Linked DNA regions of Mus musculus: region 1 is linked to region 2. The links are chromatin contacts, called in public Hi-C maps. All regions are on one chromosome and are shown on one strand. The core of a region is the stretch at or near the end of the contact, and the rest is flanking DNA. Distances in the headings are between cores, read along the strand shown.

Region 1 (3,857 bases), core at 654-3,153, 360 kb after region 2:
TGTTTGTTTGTTTGTTTGTTTTTGGTTTTTTTGTAGCATCTCTGACTGTATCTGGAGTTCACTCCTTCTGCCTTGCTTGCTACCCAGTGAGCCTCAAGGCATCTGCCCAACTGTGCTTCCTAAATACTGAGAAAAGAGATAGGTGTTATATTTTATGCTTCACTCCTTTCTTTTCTTTTTGAAGACATGATCTAGTTGTTTTATTTTTAGTTATTTGTGTGTCTATGTGTGATGAGGTATATACATGTGAATGCAGATGACTGTGCAGGCCAGAGGTGCTGGCTTCTCAGGATCTGGAGTTACAGGCACTGTGGCCTGCCCAACAATATACAGATCCTCTCTGAGTCCAGCACATGCTCTTCACCATTAAGCATCTCTCCAGGTCTCTGGTGCCTGGCTTTTAACACAGATGCTGGCAATCTGATCATAGAGCCCCATACTTGTCCAGCAAGCAGTTTACAATCATCTGAGCTCCAGGGGTGTGTTATATGGATAAGGTAGTTTATTTATAAGACATAGTGAAGAATCTGGTAGGATGAGAAAAGTTCTTCATTATTAGAGAGCAAAACAAATAAAGAAGATGGCCTAAGGAAGCTTGTATCTCTGATGTGCTTTATGGAGGTTTTCTGAAAGTACAATATTCGTGTCTTATGAGTTGCTTATGGTACTTTAACAGATACACAACGTACTCCTTTCTAATACACTCCTTATGTGAGTTAAAGCATACTGTATTTACAAATGCATTATTAATCTCACATTCTGACTGTAGATTTGTGTGTGTGTTTGTGTGTGTGTCAGCCAGGAATAAGTTGCTTCCTGTTTGTGGATGTGTGTTGATACACATGTGTCAGGAGATAGCTGTTTGGTGACGCTGCAAGAAGCAACTGTCACTCTAATGTAAAACCTGTAGCAGACACAGCTCAATCAGCCCATCTTAACTTGACAGAGCTGAAAATGGCTTGAAAAAGAGAGCCTGAAGAACTAGGTTGAAACCCTAGCCAGCGAGTGTTTCTGGCTTCCTCCTGACTTCTCTAGATCTATTACATGGTCTAAAGGAAACTGAGGAGCATGTGAATGTCTGAGTCTGCAGCAACATTGCCTCTGGTAGTTGAAGCTTCCAGACAGCAAATGCATGGAGAGAATATACTTAATAATGTATACATGTATCTAAGTTACCATCAACATCTTACTGTGTGTGGTGTGTGAGTGCTTGTGGAGTCCAGAGGACAATGTCAGGTGGGTGTGACTTCCCTAATGTTGGAACTGGAAACTTGAGTCCATTGGAAGAGTAGTAAACACATCTAAGCACTCACCATCTCTCTGGTGTTTCCCTACTGAAAGCCATTGAAGCATCCTATCTTTCCTTACATTTCAGCATCCCTGAGTGTGTGAATGAGATTGTCATCACAGGCCCATATCCATACACCTTATGTTAGATTTCCACCATCATTACTGATACAACTCTTAATAGATACCCTCTATGTTTTTATGTTGCGTTTGTGGTTTGTGCGTATGCATGCCCTGGTGTCTATGGTGAGGCCAGAGGATATATTACAGGAGTTGCTTCTCTCCTTCTACCATGTGCACCCAGGGGATGGATCAGCCCCAGAACATTAGACTTGGTGGTGAGCACCTTGGCTTGCTAAGCCACTTTTGCAGCTCTCGTGTGTTATTCTTTGACTTGGGTTGATTTGAACTCTAAACAAATGATTCACCTTTGTTTATGCCTACATGTCAAATACTAATACCTACTGGAAAAGTGATGGTTTCATTTGGAAATTGAATTGTCATTTGGAACTGTGGGTTGGCAGTCCTACTGGGTCAATGAAAGAACTTGGCCATGTTCACTGGCCATACTTGGCCTCATTTTTGCCATGTGTTGGCCAGATGCAGAAGCCTGTTCATTGCCAGAGGGCACAGAATTGTGGAGAAAAGGCTAGAAACTTGTGCCGTTGAACACACTGCATATCCTTCCTCTGCTATTTTGGCTAGAGAAGTTTCCTTGTAGGTGTCAGGATAGTAATGTGAGAATGGAGCCTCCCTTTGGCCTCTTTCAGGCACAGAAGGAGTGTGAGTGAGGGTATGTAAATGTGTTTTTATTCATGTATAAATGTATGTATTTGTGTAAAGGCCAGAGGTCACCTGAATTCCCCTTTCTTTTTTCTCCACCTTGTGTCTCACTGAACTTAGGGTTCATCAACTTAGTTAGGCTGACTGGCCAGAAAGTGCCACAGATCTGCCTCTGTCTCCATCCCTCCTTTTCCCCAGTCCTTGGAGTTACAGATCCAGGCTGCAGTAGCTGAATTTTATGTACGTGTTGGGAATCTGAGTTCAGGTTCTCATGCCTGTACAGAAGGAACTTTACCAGCTGAGCCAGCTCCACAGAATTTTCCAGAATGCTTCCTTTAAGCACACTGGAGAACATGGCTGCAAACAAAGGAAGATTAAAAAATGTGATCTCTACTGTGAAAAACAGTTTTGAGTGTGAACAGCTGAACCAATGAGTTGGATAACACACATAGTCTTTGTTAAGGGCTTCTGAGTGTCCCAGGAAAGTCATTACTCAAAATGGAGAACCACGAAAGTGTCTGTATTTGTCTCAAGATAGACTCGTATGCAAAGGGTTCCAAAATTTTTGACAAATCAATCCCACAGTTAAGGGTCATATATTTATAGCTGATCCAAACCCCAAGATGAATAGAGATGTCAAAATCTTGAGCATATTGGATGTTTACACATGAATAAGCAAGATGGCAGACATTGTTTTCAAGTAGACTTTTTTTTTTAGCATTTGCATGTTTTTGGTTCAGCTTGTAATTTCCATATAACATTTTTTCATGTTTACATTAGCATGTAATTAGCATATATATAATTCCATGGTGGGTTATATAAATGCCTATGCTCCCCAAGAGGAAAAATGTCTGTGGGTTTTTATTTCCTTTTCTAAAATATATCTAAACTATGTTGGTATTGGGGGAATAATTGTATTTTTCTTTTTAATTAGAATTAATAGTTTAAGTGATGCAGCAGCCTATGAAGTTCGACTTCTAAATTAAAGAACTTCATGTTTCAGGAAAGGTATTTAGTTTCAGGACTTGCAGGAATAGACTTGAAATATTAATGTTAATTTATCCTTTACAGCATTTGGTACTCTAAGTACTGTAGCTACTCTTTAGCTAGAGAGTCTTATATTTGAGAAAAATATTTTAATGAATTTTACCGATTTTATTTTCTAATGCTGTGTGTATATATGAGAATGTGTGTTGAATAAAAAGAGAAATACCATTTCAGTGGATACCCCACCTTTCACCTGATAGGATGAAGGTAAGGAATGACTGTGTGTGTGTGTGTGTGTGTGTGTGTGTGTGTGTGTGTGTGTGTGTGCATTTGATCAAAGGCTTTTCAGACACACACACTACATTGCCTTTGCAATTCATTTTTGGATATCTCATTTCAGTGGATCATTAATACTATAAATTAATACTGATGTTAGGAACACATGGTTTCTCCCCCGACCCCAAACTTTTTTTATTAAATACTGAACAGGGTGGGCTAGTATGGTGGTACATGCCTTTAATCCCAGTACTCAGGAAGCAAAGGCATTGGCAAAGGCAAACAGATTTCCGTGAGTGTGAAGCCAGCCTGGTCTACACAGTGAATCCAGGCCAGTTGGGGCTACAAGAAGATACTGTCGAAAACAACAATAACAATAAAATAATAACAGATTATGAACATTTACCATGTGAACACATAAATTCTTTAATACTGTCCTAAGATGCAGAACAGAACCAATACCGGCTGCTTCACAAGGGAGCTGTTTGTAGCAAATGGGGATGGTTGCCAAACCATCAGTGCTA
Region 2 (3,882 bases), core at 1,291-3,790:
CGAAAGGGTGACATCCTCTTTGGGTTACGATCCTGCCTCCTTCTTACCTATCTCTTTCAAGACAAGATTTTTTTCCCCCCTGTTGATAGGTTCTTATGTATGTGGCATATGCCTGTTTATGCATGTGTGTTCCCCTGTGTGTGTACTTGTGGAGGCCAGAGGTCGACTTCACTATCTTCCTCTTTCCATCATCACCACCATCATCTTTGAGACCTAGAGATCTCTCAGTTAGACGGTCAACAGACCCTAGGGATCTACCTTTGTCTCCCTTTTCCCTCTCGGCACTGGATGAGGGGAGTATGCAGCCTTCCCCAGGGTCGTACTGTCTGAACTTGGGTCTTATACTTTGCTGCGGTGCTCTGCCTGCTGAGCTCCTTCCTATCCTGTGGTAGCATCCTTACAGGTTTTGTGTAGAGAACTGGGGCAAGAGTTTCAGAACCAGGCCATTGGAGTGTTTCCTGAAATTCTGGGCAATCCTATGAATGATCAATGTAGACATTTGCAACTTGTGAGCATATAGTTACTGGTTAGTTAGCGTCTTCTCACTGTCATGATAATATCTGACAGTAACGACTCAAAAGGGCAAGAGTTTATTTTGCCTTGTGGCTTTGGAGGGTTCAGTCTGCTTGGTTCCATGTACTAGAGCAGACCATGGCAACGGGGGCTTTTGGTGGAGGAAAGCTGTTTACTTGCTGGCCAAGCAAGAAGCAGAGAGACAGGGAATTCAGGCAGTAGCTGCTTTCCTCTGCTTTTCAGATATTTTTATTTTGTCCAGCCCCCACCCATCAGGTGGTGCTGCCCATCCTTGGTTAACCCTTTCTGGAACTGCCCTCAGTGATGCACCCAGAGGCCTGCCTCACCGATCTCCTAGGTGATTCTAAAATCCAGCAAGTTGATGATGACTATTAACCATCATAGTCGTTAACATGGGATTTTAACCCAGCCAAACGAATGTCTTTGGGCTGGAGGCCAGTGATAGAGTGTGGGATTAGATCTCAGCAGCAGCATAGACAGTCAAGTGTTGCTTTGTTTGTTTGTTTTATATATATGAGCACATTGTCACTGTCTTCAGACACCCCAGAAGAGGGCACTGGATCCTATTACAGATGGTTGTGAGTAACCATGTGGTTGCTGGGAATTGAACTCAAGAACTCTGGAAGAGCAGTCAATGCTCTTAACCACTGAGCAATCTCTCCAGCCCTGACATACAGTTTCTATAGATCCCTTTCCAGTGCCTTTTGGAGTTGGAGATTTTACATAAATGAAGTATAAAGCTAGGAAACTTTCATAAGAGTTTTACGATGAATGGATCTATTTAACAGTAACTTGAAAGGTGATCAGTTAATGATTTTATGGAGAAGGATTTGCCAGTCTTTGTCATTGCTGTGAAGTGCCTACTTTGAACTGGATCAGGCTATTATTTTACAATATTATTAATACCTTAGTTTGATAATAGAGGTTCTCAGGAAATGTGCTTGCTGTTAACTTGTGTTGTACTTGAATCTTCACAAAATTTCCCTGTCTTTTCTCACTTGATATCCTTGAATCTGTTCCATGATGATCTACATTCCAAAGGTAAAAGACAGTTTAGACTTGAGTTGCCAGCATCAGATGTGGTTTTGGTCCAGGCTCCTTTATTTAGCTGTTGAGGTTTCCAGTGACTTCTGAGACCCAGCACTGTGTGTTTCCCTGCAGCTAAGGAGCTGAGCTGACCTTGCCTTAGCCTTCTCCTGATGGAACCTCTGGACAGGTGAATATCCATGGAATTAGTGTTGGCTCTTCGTGCCAAGCCTCAATTATCTAGACTCTTAACTGTCTCCCTTACATCCTAGCTACTTTACCTAAGGCTTAGGGGATAGGCCAACACATTGTGTTATTAGATGTCTCTGACAAACCCTTAGGATAGAAAAGTATATCACATAAAGCGACATCCAAAAGGGACGTCCTTGTCATCCATCCCCATCCAGTCACTGGCACACTGCACCCAGACACGGTAGGGAACAGCGTCTGTTTGGGTGCCTGTCACTCAGCAGAGAGCTCAGCCGTGACACTCCCGATTCCCAGAGTTACTTCTGCTTCTTACCCGTGGCAGTCCACGCAACACAGCTCCAGTCACACGGAAGACAGGAGCAGCACAGCTTTCTTAAGTGGATGCCTCGGGGCGTGAATTCTTGATCTTCTTTATGGGGTTCTTATCTTTCACCCATTCATTTGCTGTAGCTATGGTGCAAAAGTGCTTTTGCAGACAGACCACCTTCAAGAGTAAAGCAGGGTATTAGCTGAAGTGTTTATATTAATTGGGACTCAGCACAGATACCATTTGAGTTTCTGAAAGTGCACAGAGGCTAGGAGTTTGAGGACTTGATGCCCAACATAAAGGTACCTTAAAGCAATTAATTATTAGTTAACTGCTTTTTTTTTTTAAGTTGAGGCAGGGATTCATGTAGCCCAAGCCGGCCTTGAACTATATATAGCTGAGGAGTGCCTTGACTAATAATCCAGTCACTGCCTCCGGGAAACAGCCGTGTGTCACCACATCTGGCTTATTTGACGCTAGAGGGTGAATCTAGGGCCTTATGCATGCTAAGTCAGCACTCTATGGACTGACTGAGCCACACCCCCAGCTCTTATTTATTTATATACTAATCTGAGTCAGGACTTAACACTGTAGCTTGAGCTAGCCTAAGACTAGAGGCTCCTGGCTCTGGTGGGCTGAGATGACAGGAATACGTCACTGTGCCTGGCTGAGATACTTTTAGTTTTTAGTCCTTTTTGTTTACGGTTAACAAAGGTTAGGGAAACAAGACTCTTTTTTTCTTTTCGCTTCTTTGGGGGATGCTTGGCAGAGTCCTAGAGTTGGTGTGTGCTTTGGCAGTGTGCGAGTACCATGTGCCAGGTATCCTTTCCTCGGTTGCCAGTGCCTGGCTTCTTCAGCTTACCGTGTGGTGTACCAGGGATTTTTATCATCCTCCTAAATCATTTTTAAAAGTTACTACGCGATGCACACGACATGAAGTTTGGCGTCTTACTGGCCGGAGGGCAGCTGTGTTAACCGCTGTGTTAACCGCTGTACAGCTCTAATCGCCTTAACTGGTTTTAAGAACTCAGTTCACTGGCATTAAGTAAATTCACACCCTCCCAGAGTCATTACCACCTCCCATCTCTACATTTCATTTCACCAAACTGAAAGCTTGCTATTGTCTCCATTTCTTCCATATTTCCATTTCTTCTAGTACCTTTCATACGGTCCTTTTATGGTAGAGACTGTCTTTTAATATCAGAAGCTCACATCGGGCAGGCATTCATATTCCCATTTCGTAAACTGACAAGTCGAGGCATTGATAGGAAAAAGCATTGCTAGGGGGCCAGGCTATCAGCTTAGTGCTGTGACTTTAAGTCAGATCCCTTTACACTCTTACACTGTGCTCACAAGACTGAGCAATGTTTTGTGTTGCCTGCCTGCCTGCCTGCCTGTCTGCCTGTCTGTCTACCTGTCTACCCTGTGTCATCTCTTGAGTTTGTGGGCATGGAGCGAGCGTCAACAGGGAGGATTCCCGGAGTTTTGTTCTAAATTATGGGTCTTGCCCCGACAACAGTCAGTCTTGTTCATCACCGTGGGCATTTCCTCAGATCCTGCATTCTTGTCCTCTGCCTAAACACATAGATGCAGCAGATGTCTCTTCAAATATTACTTTAAAAAATGCCTGGAATTGTATTTAAATGGCTTCAATTATTCACTAATTAAATTGCAGATTGTATCTCCTGGGGCTTTTGCACTGGGCTGAGTTTCTTCATTGTTTGTGTTGGACAAGGACAAATCTTTCACATTGTAGCCTTGTGAGAAATCCTCCTGAATAGGCTGAAGGAGTCTCTAGTCATTTC

Evidence for each region. A called contact is a pair of places that touch in the nucleus more often than the background predicts.
Region 1: a Hi-C map of muscle stem cells shows a contact between it and region 2, with 4 times the contacts expected there. The contact joins two enhancer-like sites.

Annotation. Positions count from the first base shown.
Region 1 is chr13:28,464,342-28,468,198 of GRCm38.p6, reverse strand. All of the region lies in intron 7 of 2610307P16Rik (RIKEN cDNA 2610307P16 gene), which reads left to right. Among named protein-coding and RNA genes, the nearest start is that of Gm40841, 45 kb to the right of the region's middle. Within about 2 kb of position 1,903, at least 3 of the 459 cell types and tissues checked have an H3K27ac peak or open chromatin away from gene starts, as enhancers often do. A contact at or near this core is called in muscle stem cells, where this site is marked.
Region 2 is chr13:28,822,364-28,826,245 of GRCm38.p6, reverse strand. The region is part of intron 2 of 2610307P16Rik (RIKEN cDNA 2610307P16 gene); the gene reads left to right. Among named protein-coding and RNA genes, the nearest start is that of 2610307P16Rik, 61 kb to the left of the region's middle. Within about 2 kb of position 2,540, at least 29 of the 459 cell types and tissues checked have an H3K27ac peak or open chromatin away from gene starts, as enhancers often do. A contact at or near this core is called in muscle stem cells, where this site is marked.